2 separate regions of the Mus musculus genome follow, and region 2 is linked to region 1. A link is a contact called in public HiChIP or PLAC-seq data. All regions are on one chromosome and are shown on one strand. The core of a region is the stretch at or near the end of the contact, and the rest is flanking DNA. Distances in the headings are between cores, read along the strand shown.

The links. HiChIP or PLAC-seq counts read pairs in DNA pulled down with a chosen protein or histone mark.
Region 2: a contact with region 1 is called in an HNF4G HiChIP or PLAC-seq map of pancreatic cancer cells. The contact joins two enhancer-like sites. A contact is called at or near these places in 1 of 484 Hi-C or Micro-C datasets (embryonic stem cells) and 3 of 115 datasets of contacts at active chromatin or transcription factors (effector CD8 T cells, embryonic stem cells and pancreatic cancer cells).

The regions. Positions count from the first base shown.
Region 1 is chr3:88,207,189-88,213,323 of GRCm38.p6, reverse strand. Gm3764 (predicted gene 3764) reads right to left here. Exons shown (of 10, transcript NR_168089.1): 1 at 5,970-6,135; 2 at 3,608-3,689. Among named protein-coding and RNA genes, the nearest start is that of Gm3764, 3.6 kb to the right of the region's middle. Within about 2 kb of position 2,948, at least 21 of the 459 cell types and tissues checked have an H3K27ac peak or open chromatin away from gene starts, as enhancers often do. A contact at or near this core is called in pancreatic cancer cells, where this site is marked.
Region 2 is chr3:88,508,837-88,514,927 of GRCm38.p6, reverse strand. It overlaps a transcript of Lmna not described here. Among named protein-coding and RNA genes, the nearest start is that of Lmna, 8.5 kb to the right of the region's middle. Within about 2 kb of position 1,752, at least 118 of the 459 cell types and tissues checked have an H3K27ac peak or open chromatin away from gene starts, as enhancers often do. A contact at or near this core is called in pancreatic cancer cells, where this site is marked.

The DNA.
Region 1 (6,135 bases), core at 1,699-4,198:
GTAACCAGGGACCCCTAAACACGGAGTCACCAGCAGTCCATTTAGGGGACTATCACTTTAACCATTGGGTCTGTCTATCTGCTAGTCCCATGAATAGCCCAAAACAAAGCCAGACCTGTGGACTGCTTATCTTGCTTAGATGGAAGGTGGTGGCTAATAGGTTTAACTTAGTGCTTCTCACCCAAAACGGAGTATGTCTGAATGTTCATTGCTATTAATGCTGGCTGCATGGCTGTGGGTGGGGCCAGCTTGAGATGAGATAAAACCCACAAGATGTTTCCCTACCAGAAGGATGATAGCAAGCAAATAGCCTTATCTCTCCATGTCTTGGGGCATTCTCAGGACCAGGTTTAGCCAGAATTTATTTATTTATTTACTTATTTATTTATTTATCTGTCTATTTATTTATTTATTTTGAATCTCCCTCTCTTTTCTTTTTTTCTTTTCTTTCTTTTATTTTCTTTTCAAACCTCTATGTTGTTTTTTTCTCTCTATGTTGTTTTAATGCTCTTTTCTGAGAGAGGCTTGTTAATTAATTTAAGTACTGAGGGTTAAGCCCAGGGCCTCTTATAGGCCAGGCAAGCCCCACTACCCCAGACCTCTTTTACTGCCCCTAAGCCCTACCTCTTTCACTTTTTATTCTGTGACAGTCTCGCTAAGCTGCTCAGGCTAGCCTTGAACTTATTTTAGCACAGACCAGCTTTGAAATTTTGATCTTCTTGCCTCCAGCCTCCCAAGTGCTGAGATTACAAGCCTGTATGCACCACCAAAACCAGCTGGGGGAGAGGTGTTCTAGAAGCTTTGGCAGCTTGGATGATTTGCCAGAACTAAGCCATGTCCAATGGTGGGGCAGAGAAAAGGGCACACCCTAAACTGTCTCCTTCACTCCCCTACAGCTCAGAATGGTGTGCCCAGAGGGCTTGGGAGCTCCTGGAGCTCCAGTACACCTGCAGAAAAAGGGGTTTCTTCCCCCCAAATGTTCTCTAGGCAACTTTCCCTCTGGGCATGGTGCTAAATACAATTCCTAGATCAACCCTGGTAAAGCCCTTGACTACATTTCTCCACCATGCCTACAAGCCTGTGACCCGTTCTCTGCATGCTCCCTCATGCCCTTCATGCCACCTTGTGCCCTTTCAAGGATGCCTGACATACATGTGACATGCACACTAAACTCCTCCCCACATGCTGACCTAGCTTCCTAAGAGCATTGGTTTGCTCTTCCCACAAAACTGCTTTCAAACCCCTGAAGTACCTTTGTCCTCTCCTCCCTTCCCAACACCAAAAAGTTTGGAGGTCAGAGCCAGCCTTGGAAAAGAGAGCCCTAGCTGCTAGTAAGATGTTTCCCTTCCGTCTCACCAAGTTTTACCATTCCCAGCCCTCTACAGGAACCCCCTGCCCTGGAGTCCTGCAAGCCTTGAGGTAGGAGGCAGCTGAGCCAGTCAAACTTTTCCTCTCAGGCACTGCTGTATTTTTGTTGGGAAGGAGAGAATACACAAAGATTTCCTTGTCCGATGTACACTCCCACCCCATATTCCTAATGGCCAAATTCAGGCTCAACTGGACTTTCTCAAAAATTAACCTTAAGGAAGAAATGAACACACTTTGCTGGGTGCTAAAAAATTGTTCCCCACACAGCAGATACAGAATAAAGTCCTGCCACCTTTTATATTGAATTTGAGCTTTTTAGGGGCAGTTCAGTTTAACAGCATCCAAATCAAGAAGATAACCCACAAAAGAACAGCCCACTGCATGTTAGAATGCCCTCCTCTGTCCAGTTGCCAGGGAAGCAAATTTTGTCTGGGTTCACAGGACAAGCTGGCACCCCCATTGATCCTTTAGGGGTGCAGGTGAATGACACCTTTGCCCCAGTGTAAATGGGACCTCACTATGCACAGAGAGAAGCAGAGGACCTTCTGCTCCTTTTAACTGGAATCAGTGTGAGTATAAATTACGTTCTTCCAGTTTAAAATAAGAAACTCCTTCAAAAGTAGTCCTCAAAGACAAGTTTTTTTTTTTCCTTTTTTCTTTCTGACGTATTGTATTCTTCCTTCACAAACCAAAACAGTAGGGAAGGTTTATGCAGAATCTTTGAGAAATGTATTTGTGTCAGAGGAGACAACAGAGAACAGCAATGGATGCAGCAAGTCTGCAGGACTCAGGGCTGGGCACAAGCGCCCAGAGGGCTGGATTGGCTCACCAGCCTCAGTCTCCTAAGGAGCAGAGCCCTTTCTGTCTCCTCCAGCACAAAGCAGTCTACTCTCTGGTGGCCTGTGGCTCTCACTGTGACTACTTCTTGGGAGGACATTTCAACTCTTTGTGCTAATAGGGGTCTGTGGGTGTTCCAGGAGCCTTCATCCTTTGGGGGTTCCTGGGATCAAACCCAGGGCTCAATACATACTAGGCAAACACCTAAGCCTTGAGGCACAGCTACAACCAAAGCCAATGTCCCCTCTCAATACAGCTGCCCACCTATTGTCTCTGAGTCTGAAGGGCCTACAGAGACAGAAGCACAGGCTCAGTTATGCTGTCTGGACTGGACCTTTTGAGACTCTATGTAAACTTTGGCAGTAAAGCACTTTCCTGAAATAGTAAAGTAGTGCATAAGGGATTAATGCTTAGAAAGTATAATAAAAACATAGTTTTCCCTTGTTTGCAAGGTGGATTTGCCTTAAAGATACACTCAGAGCTTTATCTGGGGGTGTGCTTATCTCTGCAACAGAATTACTGTGCTACTAATTACTGTGGCTACTATTAAACAGTATTCTGTCACTGAATGCCTGCAATGTGTATAGCATTGGGACAAATAAAAGTAACAGCAGTTAGCAATGCACTGATGAGGTTAGGATGCCTGGAGACTCCATTTAGAGGAGGTGGCCCCTGAGACACACCCTTCCTGGAAGTGGGAGCATTTTCAGCCTTCCCAGCTCCTCCTGGTCTGCTCCCCATGGACTCACATGCCTATTGCCCCAGTCCTACATTGTAGGGAAATGAGACATGGTGACTAAGATGGCCAGGGGTCAGCTTAGTCATCCATGTTTCCCATAAGCTCTTCTCTGGTCAAAAGCGCGAGTGTGTAAAGCACACCCATACTCAATCACAGGCATGCACTCTCACACCCATAAACTCAGACACATTCAGTGGTAAATTCATGGACAAGGCAAGTAGCATTATCTCCCAATGCTAAAGGTGCTCATGTACCCACTCAGCGACTTAAAGACCCAGCTCCCCCCACCCCATCCATCCCAATCTATACTGCTCTCCTGGCTCACCTGACACCCCCTTAGCTATCTCTGTCCCTTTCTCAAACCTTTCTCAACCACTTCCCCAGAGTCAAAGACCCCCATCTCGTCCCCAGGGAGCTGTGGAAGAAGAGGGAGGGCGCTTTCCTCTCTGCACCGAACCAGACACAGGGTGGCCTTTTGTCCCCAGGCTATGTTGTTTGCATTGCTTCTTAGCTTTGACAATGCAGTTCTTACTACAAAATGGACCAAAATCAAAGCCTAGAAGAGACAGCGAGTGGGGTGGAGAGCTGGGGTGGAACAGGACTAGCTTCCCTTTTCCCCTCCCCCACCCACACCACCATCAAAGCAAGGAAGGAAATAAATACCCCAAAGCCAGAGATGCCGGCCACCTACGATGACATCCGGACAAACGGAACACGGAGGCTGCTTCTGGATGGATGGCTGCTTCTGTGGAGGGAAGGATACAGAGGTTAGGGCTTGGTCCTCTTCCCTCCATCAGCAGTCTCTCTCCAGAATTCTCCCATTGCTCCCCAGTTTGATCCTCAGGGCTCAAGCCTGCCCAGCTAGCTCAACAAAAGACTGGTCAGATACCCTGCCAGGTCTCTCAATTAGTTCTGGATGGTGACTCTGGTCTCACTGCCTTGACCTCACCACCACGCCTCCACACCTCCACCCAATCCTCAAGGCCCAGTGCCTGAGGTGAACCCACCTGGAGGACTCTCTCACAGCAAGCTAAAGCCAACTACCCTCTCCTCACAGATTTCTTGGGCTATCACAGTGCATGCATAGGTGGAATGGAGAACCTGGGCCAGGGCTATCTTTCTGTCTGCCCTATAAACTGTTAAGTGCTGTGTGCATCAAAGATATTCTCAATTGTAGCTAGGCCTGGTGGGACACACCTGTAATGCCGGCATTCCATAAACTGAGGCAAGAGGATCAAAAAAGTTCAATACCTCACCTTAAAAATCAATAATGATGGATACTATGATCTCTGCAATCGCATTTCCTCCCTTCCTTCCCCTGCCCACTCCTGTCTTTAAATCCTTGCATCTTTCAGGATCCAAAAAGACATGCCGTGGGTATCAGTGCTCTTCTCTTCATGTACACAAAAGGCGTGAATACAAAGCACTGCCTATTATTTAATGTTCGGTGAGGGTTCCACACACATTTCACAGTGTTTTTCTAATTTTTTATATTCAGATTAAATTTAGGGTTTGGGGAACAACATAGGTAACTCCTAAAAACACTCTAATGAAATTCCACGTTGATTATTTTATTATTTAAGTCAGGGAGAAATTAAATGCAGAAGAATTTGGGGGCAGGGGGAGCTGAGGAGTAGAAATGGGCCTTCCACCCAAGCTGGCTTTCTAGGAGTGTTCTGCAAACCTCTTCCCCACTTCCCACACTCAGTGCTCAAATGGCCCAGCTCCTTTGCAGCCCCAGCCCCACGACACCACCCCTTCATTGGTTGTGGGGGGGCCCCAGTCTGAAACTATTATCAAAGAGGACCCTCCTCTCCCATCAACTGACCTGAGAGAAGACAGGTGCTACAGCAGGGGGGAGCCTCCCACTTCTTTGACCTGATTCAAAGAGAGCTCAGGGGTCCCTATTGCTGCCCAGACACCCCAGACTCACAGTGCCCAGGGCAACTGTAAGAAGCCAACCCAGTGTACGTGGGACATGTGTGTGCAAATGAATGGCCGCTGACAGCCTCAGCCCCTCCTAGGAACCTAACCTCTGGGGCACCAGCACTGGTCTTTTCTGTTCCAATCTCTCCTGTTCCACATAATTACAGACTGTGTGCCAAAATTACAGTGTAGGTGGGGACTCAGGGCAGGAGAGTGGTGGCCTCTTCCTTGCATCCTGGTACTCTTTTAAAAAATTAAAACAAAAAACAAAATCCACTCCAAGACAGAGCAACCATGTTAGGGTAAATGTGAAGGAAGCTGAATCAGAGGTCCCCCAGCCCGAGTCTGCCCCTCGCTCCCTTTCCACTCGTGGGAACACAGTGAAGGAGAATGAAATTAATATAAATTCTGTAAAATGGTTCCCACCCACTCCCAATTCTCGTTTCCACTTTCCTAGAAACATGGGATGTTTCCCCTCACCCCAAAGTCCCCCCAGACTTGCTCTTCTCCTAAACCCCAGTCTCTGGGACAGAGAGGAATAAGGCAGACCAGGGGAGAGGCCCAAGAGTCCCGAGTCAGAGCCATTTCCCTCTTCCCTGGTGTCGGCTCTCCTTCCAGCCTCCCTCCGCTGCATTAAGATGTTGGCCATGTCTGGGGGAGCGAAGGGAGGGGCGGATTAATAGGATCAGTAGCACTGTGACCCTCCCCACCCTCCCACCCCCAATCTCATTGACTAATTTACTGAGCTCTGGGCTGACAGGGGCTGGGTAAGGGAGAGGGATCAGGGGCCTCTGGCCTGGGGCAGAGCCCTTGCTTCCAGCTCCCGATGGATGCTCTGGGTGCCCGGGAGGCAGGAGTGAAACCCGGTGGGCAAGAGGCCAATTCCACGCACGCACGTCTCCTTGTCGCCTGCTTCCTTTTTATGGACCCCCCCCCCCCAGTCTTTACCAGCTTTCCTTTCTGTGGTACTAGCCTCCATTAGCCAGGAGGAAGGTTAGGTTTGGATGTCTTGACTCGTTTTCCTAGGGTATCACCCTTCAAGCCCAGCCCAGATGCCTGCCAGGGCTCGGTCCCTCCCTGGACCCCAGTGTCTACTTACCTTGCCTCTGTGCCGCACGGAGAGGCCACTCGCCGCAGCTACCGCCCGCTGGTCTCTCCTAGCTCTTCTCTTCTCGTGGAGTGGAGGATGCGGCTCCAGTACCGCTGACGTAGCATCTCTTATCCATTCAGGAATTTCGTTTGCTTCTTTCTTTCTCTTGCTGCTC
Region 2 (6,091 bases), core at 503-3,002, 300 kb before region 1:
AGTCCGAGGCCTGAGAATCCATGGGGTCGATCTCTGAGCATTTCAAAGAGGGGAAGGGCACTGGGTTCTGGGCAGTGGCCAAGCCTCCCGTTTCCTTAGCCTCTCTGGGGGTGAGCAAGTCTGGGGATACTCTCTGCTCCCAACCTGTTGGGAGTGGGTTCTGAGGAGCAAGAGAGACCCTCCTGGGCTGGAGACACAGGGCAGCAGGGTGCTGTGGATATACTGTTGACCTATTAGGACACCAAGCTTCAGCCCAGCCCTACCCTATCTGGAGACTGAAGAGTGCAGACTTCCTGCTTGTCCTGTGCTGGGCTTGCCATGTTGGCCGCTTGCTTAGCCAGTTGTCTTATGTATGGCTGAGGCATTCAACTCTGTCCACCCTCCAGTCCATAGTTCCACTCACTCCCTGGCAATCCCAAGGCCTCCCATGGTGGCCCGTTGCCACACCCTGGCCTGCCAGCCTAGGACACACCTCCACTTCAGCCCCTCTTCAGGCGCCTCTCAGACGCCTACAGGCAACCCTGTGCCCTCCCTCTTCAGACTTTGGTTCCTGTGAAAATGAACCGTGAATTTAACTCTTGGGAGAGAAATCATAGAAACCAGGAAAGGGGACCCCTGGGGAGGGGTTAGTGAGTCACATCTTTATGGGTATTTTTCAAATTTTCCAATGGGAGTTTGGAGAACAACGGCCTTTTGGTTGCCAACTTGGATTTGCCTTTCAGCCATGTTGCTGCCTCAGCGGCCTCTTCCTCCTCCTCCTCCTCTTCTCTCCACATCCCTTTCTCTTTCTCTCTCCAGGATCTGACTCTAGCTTTAGCTGGCTCAGAGCTTAAGGCCTGAAGCTGCATGACCCTGAGCTACAGCGATCTGCCGGTCTCTGGGTGCTGGGTTTAGCATAGCGCTCCACCAAGCCCCACCCATGCTGGATTTCCACAGGCTTAATTCTAACTACTCGTCTGTACCTACTTCTAAGTTCTGCTTTGGTGTCTGGGATCCTCTCTTTTCCCTCCCTTTGTAGACTTGTGCAAAGGGACTTCTGGAAAGTCCCTCCTGTGGTCTAGTTTTTGTCTCTCCTCAGCAGATTACCCATATTGTCTCTGCTTCTGGGTAGACACATGGGGATCGAAAGTAGAGTTGGGGACTTTGCCCCTGGGGTTACTCTGTCCAAATCTCCAAACCTTAAAGACAACCATGTCTTAGCCTCAGGAGTTTCCTTCCCCCGAGATCTTCTTGCCAACCCTTCCTGCCCTGTCTGCAGAGGGCCAGGTACGGAGGAGGGTGAGATCAGGCTGTGGCTTCAAGAAGCTTTGCAGAACAGGGGCCTCACATTGAGGAAGTATGCAGAGAAGAGAGTCTGCAGCAGATCCTTTGGGTCCTGGGCCCCATAGCTCTCAACATACCCCGTGCTAGCGCCTAGCCTAGTGTCACAGCCTCTGGAAGAGGATTTATTCAGCATCCAGTTCAACTGGGGAAATGGGGAGGGGCACCTGAGGAGAGCGAGAAGATGGTGCTTTTCTCAAGAAGGTTCGGGAAGGTGGCTCCTGCCCCTAGTCCAGCCTGGTCTGCAGACCCTGAGCCGCCTGACTGTCCTTAGATGCTTCCTCGGGGTTCCTAGATTAGCTGTCAGTCATCTCCCGGCCCGCCCGCCCCCCCCCCCCAGCATCTGACTAATTCTTCCCAGCTTGTATGGCACATCCTGCCCCTGCTGTACCCATGCCAGCGACAGGCCACATCACATGGACTACATCTGGCTCCATTGGACACACCCTTCCTCCCCTCTTTCTCCCCTCTTTCTCCCCTCTTTCCCAGGGCCAGAACTTCTCAGACCCCCGCCCCCACCACCCCATAGAAGGCTCTAATGGCACGCTCTCCCTCCTCCTGCCCAGACATCATCCTGACTTCCCCTCAGCGTGTCTTCCCTCACTCAGTCCCTGCCTCCTGGCAGCCCACTCCCCCCTCGAGAAGGGGGCACTCATTACACAGCTTCTGTTCCCCAGAGCTAACTGGAGCGCAGGGAAAGCCTGCAATTAAAAATTTCCCCTTGTTCAGCTAGCTCTCCTGCCTGTTGCCAGTTGATATATGGTGCACAGGGCCAGTTGAGCCTCCAGGACTCAGGTGAGGGCCAGAGCGAAGTCTAAGGCTCACCTTCCAAGCCTGTTTTTTTTTTTTTTTTTTTAAAGGAGGGTTGGGGCGGAGCCTGGAAGAGCCTCCAGCTATTGGCCTCCATCCTCCTTCCTGCCTGCCTAGCAACTGTTGTCATCGGGTAAATATTTGCCCCACCAAGATCTGGGACTGATGTACTGGAGTCTGGCAGAGTAGTTGCCCCTCTCCTCAATTCTGTCTACCCAGCTCTCCACTTCAAAGTCTGGGCCTGCACTGCAGATGTGGTCCAGGCCCTCCATCACGGCAGAATTCCCCACAGCCTTCTCTTTCCTTCCTCTGGCCATTCTTTCCCTCTTCCCTGTGCTCAACTCTCGCTGATTCACCCTCTACTTCCTGACCCATCAGACACTCTCAGAGACTGAGTAAGGGCTTAGCCCAAGTCAAAGGGTTCTCTTCCCCTGCATATCTCTCTCTCTCTCTCTCTCTCTCTCTCTCTCTCTCTCTCTCTCTCTCTCTCCCTCCTTCTGACTGTGGATCCTTTGACAGTGTTGGTGCTTGCTGGGTCTTGGGATTCTATCCTCCAACAGGAGGTGTGTGTGTCCTGCATCGAAATGTCCTTCATTCCAGTAAGCTCCTGGGAAAGAAAAGAGGCACTGAGCCCCATATAAGCCAGGCATTCCCCCATTAGGAAGCCAGCGCCATATTTTACCTCCTCTGAGGTAGGCTTGAGGGAATCACAGGAAAGAAGCCACCCTAAACCTCCCTGAGCCTGGGGGTCACATCTAGCGAGGGGCCTGTTTTCACCTATGACCTGACTCTCCTCTCCAGTCAGGGTCTGAACTTCTGCAGTTCCTTTTTTCTCTTTGTCTGCCACTTCAGGCCAAAGTGCTTAAGGGTACCCTGTGAACTCTGAGCTTCCCAGACTTAAATGGCCAGTGGGTATCCCTCCAGGGCAGGCATTGGGCTGGCTTAGGGACGGTGGACAGGGCAATCTGGCCGACTGCACTAGTGAAGGTCAGGAAAGGAAGGATTTGCAGCAAGACACCTGGGCTCCTCCCACGCTGAAGCTTGCTGGCTTCTAGGAGTGACTGTTGCTCAAACAAACGGCCCCCATCCCCCCAACTCCACCAGCTGGTCTCACAGGGACCTAGTGCCCTCTCCCACTTGGCAACCCCTCTTCCCTACTCCTTCATGAAATCTCCCTTGCACTCCCTTATCCTCAAAAGACTTCCTCTCTCACTTCCCCAGGAGAGGGCAGTGGAGGCAGACCTAGGGAGTCTGGGGGCTAGACACAGTTGCAGAGGATACCCCAAAACTTAGAATGTAAAACATCAGCCTCGGGGTCACCCAGGCCCTTCTAAGTTAGCCTTCTGAGAGAAGCCTGCCCATGCGGTCAGTTGTCAGAGTGAAACTCAAGACCATATACAGTTGCAGGGCAGTGGTGGCTCACGTCTTTAATCCCAGCACTTGGGAGGCAGAGGCAGGCAGATTTCTGAGTTTCAAGCCAGATTGGTCTACAAAGTGAGTTCCAGGACAGCCAGGGCTACACAGAGAAACCCTGTTTTGAAAAACCAAAAAAAAAAAAAAAACCACACACACACACACACAGTTGTCTTTCCGTTTTTAAAGATTGATGTATTTTATGTGTAGGAGTGGTTTGCCTGCACGTGGGTGTCTGATACAAGTGGAGACCAGATGAAGGCTTCAGATCTCCTAGAACTAGAGCTAATGGATGGCTGTGAGTTACCACATGGGTGCTGGGAATCAAACCCAGGACATCTGCAAGAGCGACCATTGCTCTTAACTGCTGAGCCACCTCTCCAGCCACCCCCAAACACATGCACATCCACGCGCACACACACCTTAAAATCAAAACCACAAAACAGGATCTCACACATGTAATCCAAGATGATTTCATCTGGACATGGGGCTGTGTACAGCCTTCAACTTCAGTTTTTCCTTACTCCCTCAGCCTCCGAACTGCTGGAATGTGCCACCATGCCAGGCTTTGGTTGTCTGTCTGTCTGGTTTTTTTGTTTGTTTGTTTTTTGAGATAGACTCACTGTTTAACTAGTCCAGGCTGGCCTCGACCTGGGGAGCGCTGGATTAGAGGGTGTGCTCCACGTTGTATTTATTTAATTCTACTTTTCAGTTTTGTCTGTATAGCCCTGGCTGTCCTGGAACTGTAGACCAGGCTGGCCTTGAGCTCAGAAATCCATCAGACTCTGCCTCCAAAGTGCTGTGATTAACGGCATGTGCCACCATGCCACGGCTTCGGGCTGGATTTCTAAGTAAAAAGGACCTCTCTTACTATAAAACTGTGTGCTTTAGCTAATTAATCAGCCATCCCAAGATTAGTGATAAACGTTCCTTTTTAGAGGAAACCCCTCAGTCCTGAGCAGAACAGAACAATGGTCCACCCTCGTTCCAGGCCTCACAAACATTTCGGTCACCTAGACAAGGATTCCCTGTCCCCGCCCCCACTCGACTTCCTGGAAATGTTGGGGGTTGCGGTGAACCGACCCTTTTCTCTTGCTGGCATCCTGCAGTTGTGGCGCTTCTGTTTGTTGCCTTGGCAACAGGGAAAGGAAACCCCCATTTAGGAGGCCGGGGAGGCCCCAGCAACCACACACACAGATACACACAGGCTCACATGCGGCCGCCCACACGCAATAGCGTGCGTCACTCGCCTTCTGTACTGAAGCCGCAGGCTGTAGAGGGAGCGGCCCGTCGGGGAGCAGCCGGGATGCCCGCCCCGATCCAGTCCCTGGAGGAAGGACAACCACGTGCCCCGCCCCCGTCCTGCCCTTTCCGTTCAGATGCCCACCCCTCCTCCACCACCATCACCTGCCCTCCCCTCTCTCCCCGCAAGCTGGTGGAGAGGAAAGCTGGAGCTGAGGAAGGCCTTTAGCCCCGAGCCTGATCTTTATTTTGATCTAGTCTGGTGTGTATTGTAGAGTGGTGAGTGCTGACACAGTCCAGGGAGCTCGAGGCACCCAAGTGGAGGGAGGGGAAGGTGGTTTAGAACGCTGAGATAGAGCGCCTCCTAGATAGAGCCAGTTCCTGCGCACACTACAATTTGCTGTTGGGTTGGGTTCCTGTCTAGTGTTTAGGGCTTTCTTATGTCACCTGTCAGCTATGTGGCCTTGAGCAAATCAGTTAACCTGGCCAAGCCTCCCATTCTTTTATCTGTAATATGGGGATAATGGTAGTTGCTTGTGCTCCTAAGTTTTGATTGTGAAAGGGTTGCCAAGCCAGAGCCCTGTCCAGGTGTGAGTATGAGTGCGAATGGATTGGCCCCTCTCCTCCTGCTGCACCTACCCTCCTGGCTGGAGCAGTGAGATCAGCTGCCTCCAATTTCATAGGAAGGGCAAAGACAGCCTGGGGGAGGGGCAGCAGCTGGCCCCTCTCTGCTAGGAGCCTGTGGTATAGGACCAGAGCCTATCTGGGGGTCTGGCCCACCCCATCCTGTCTTTTGATCCTCGGCGCTCAGATGCCAACTTTTTTGTTGTTTTCTTTGTATGTGTGTGTGTCTCTGTGTCTCCCCCACCCCACTAACCCCTCTCTCTCTGTTTTCGAGACATTTTTTTTTTTTTTTCCTGTGTAGACCAGGCTGGCCTCGAACTCAGAGATCTGCCTGCTTCTGCCTCCAGAGTACTGGGATTAAAGGAGTTAGCCACCATCCTGTCAGGAGGTTGTATTTAAAAAAAAAAAAAAAAGTCGGAAAAGCATCTGGCACTCCGACTCGGGGTGGGGGGTGGGGGGCAGAGGCAGGCAGATCTCTGAGTTCGAGGCCAGCCTGGTCTACAGCCAGGGCTACACACAGAGAAACCCTGTCTGAAAAGACAAAACAACAACAACAACAACAAAGATAGTCGTACTTAGTTTGTGTTGGCCTCAGTTTATGCAACCACAGATGGCTTTGGGTTGATCTTTCTGCTTTCACCTCCCAGATACCAGGATTTCAAACCTGTGCTGGGCGACAGAA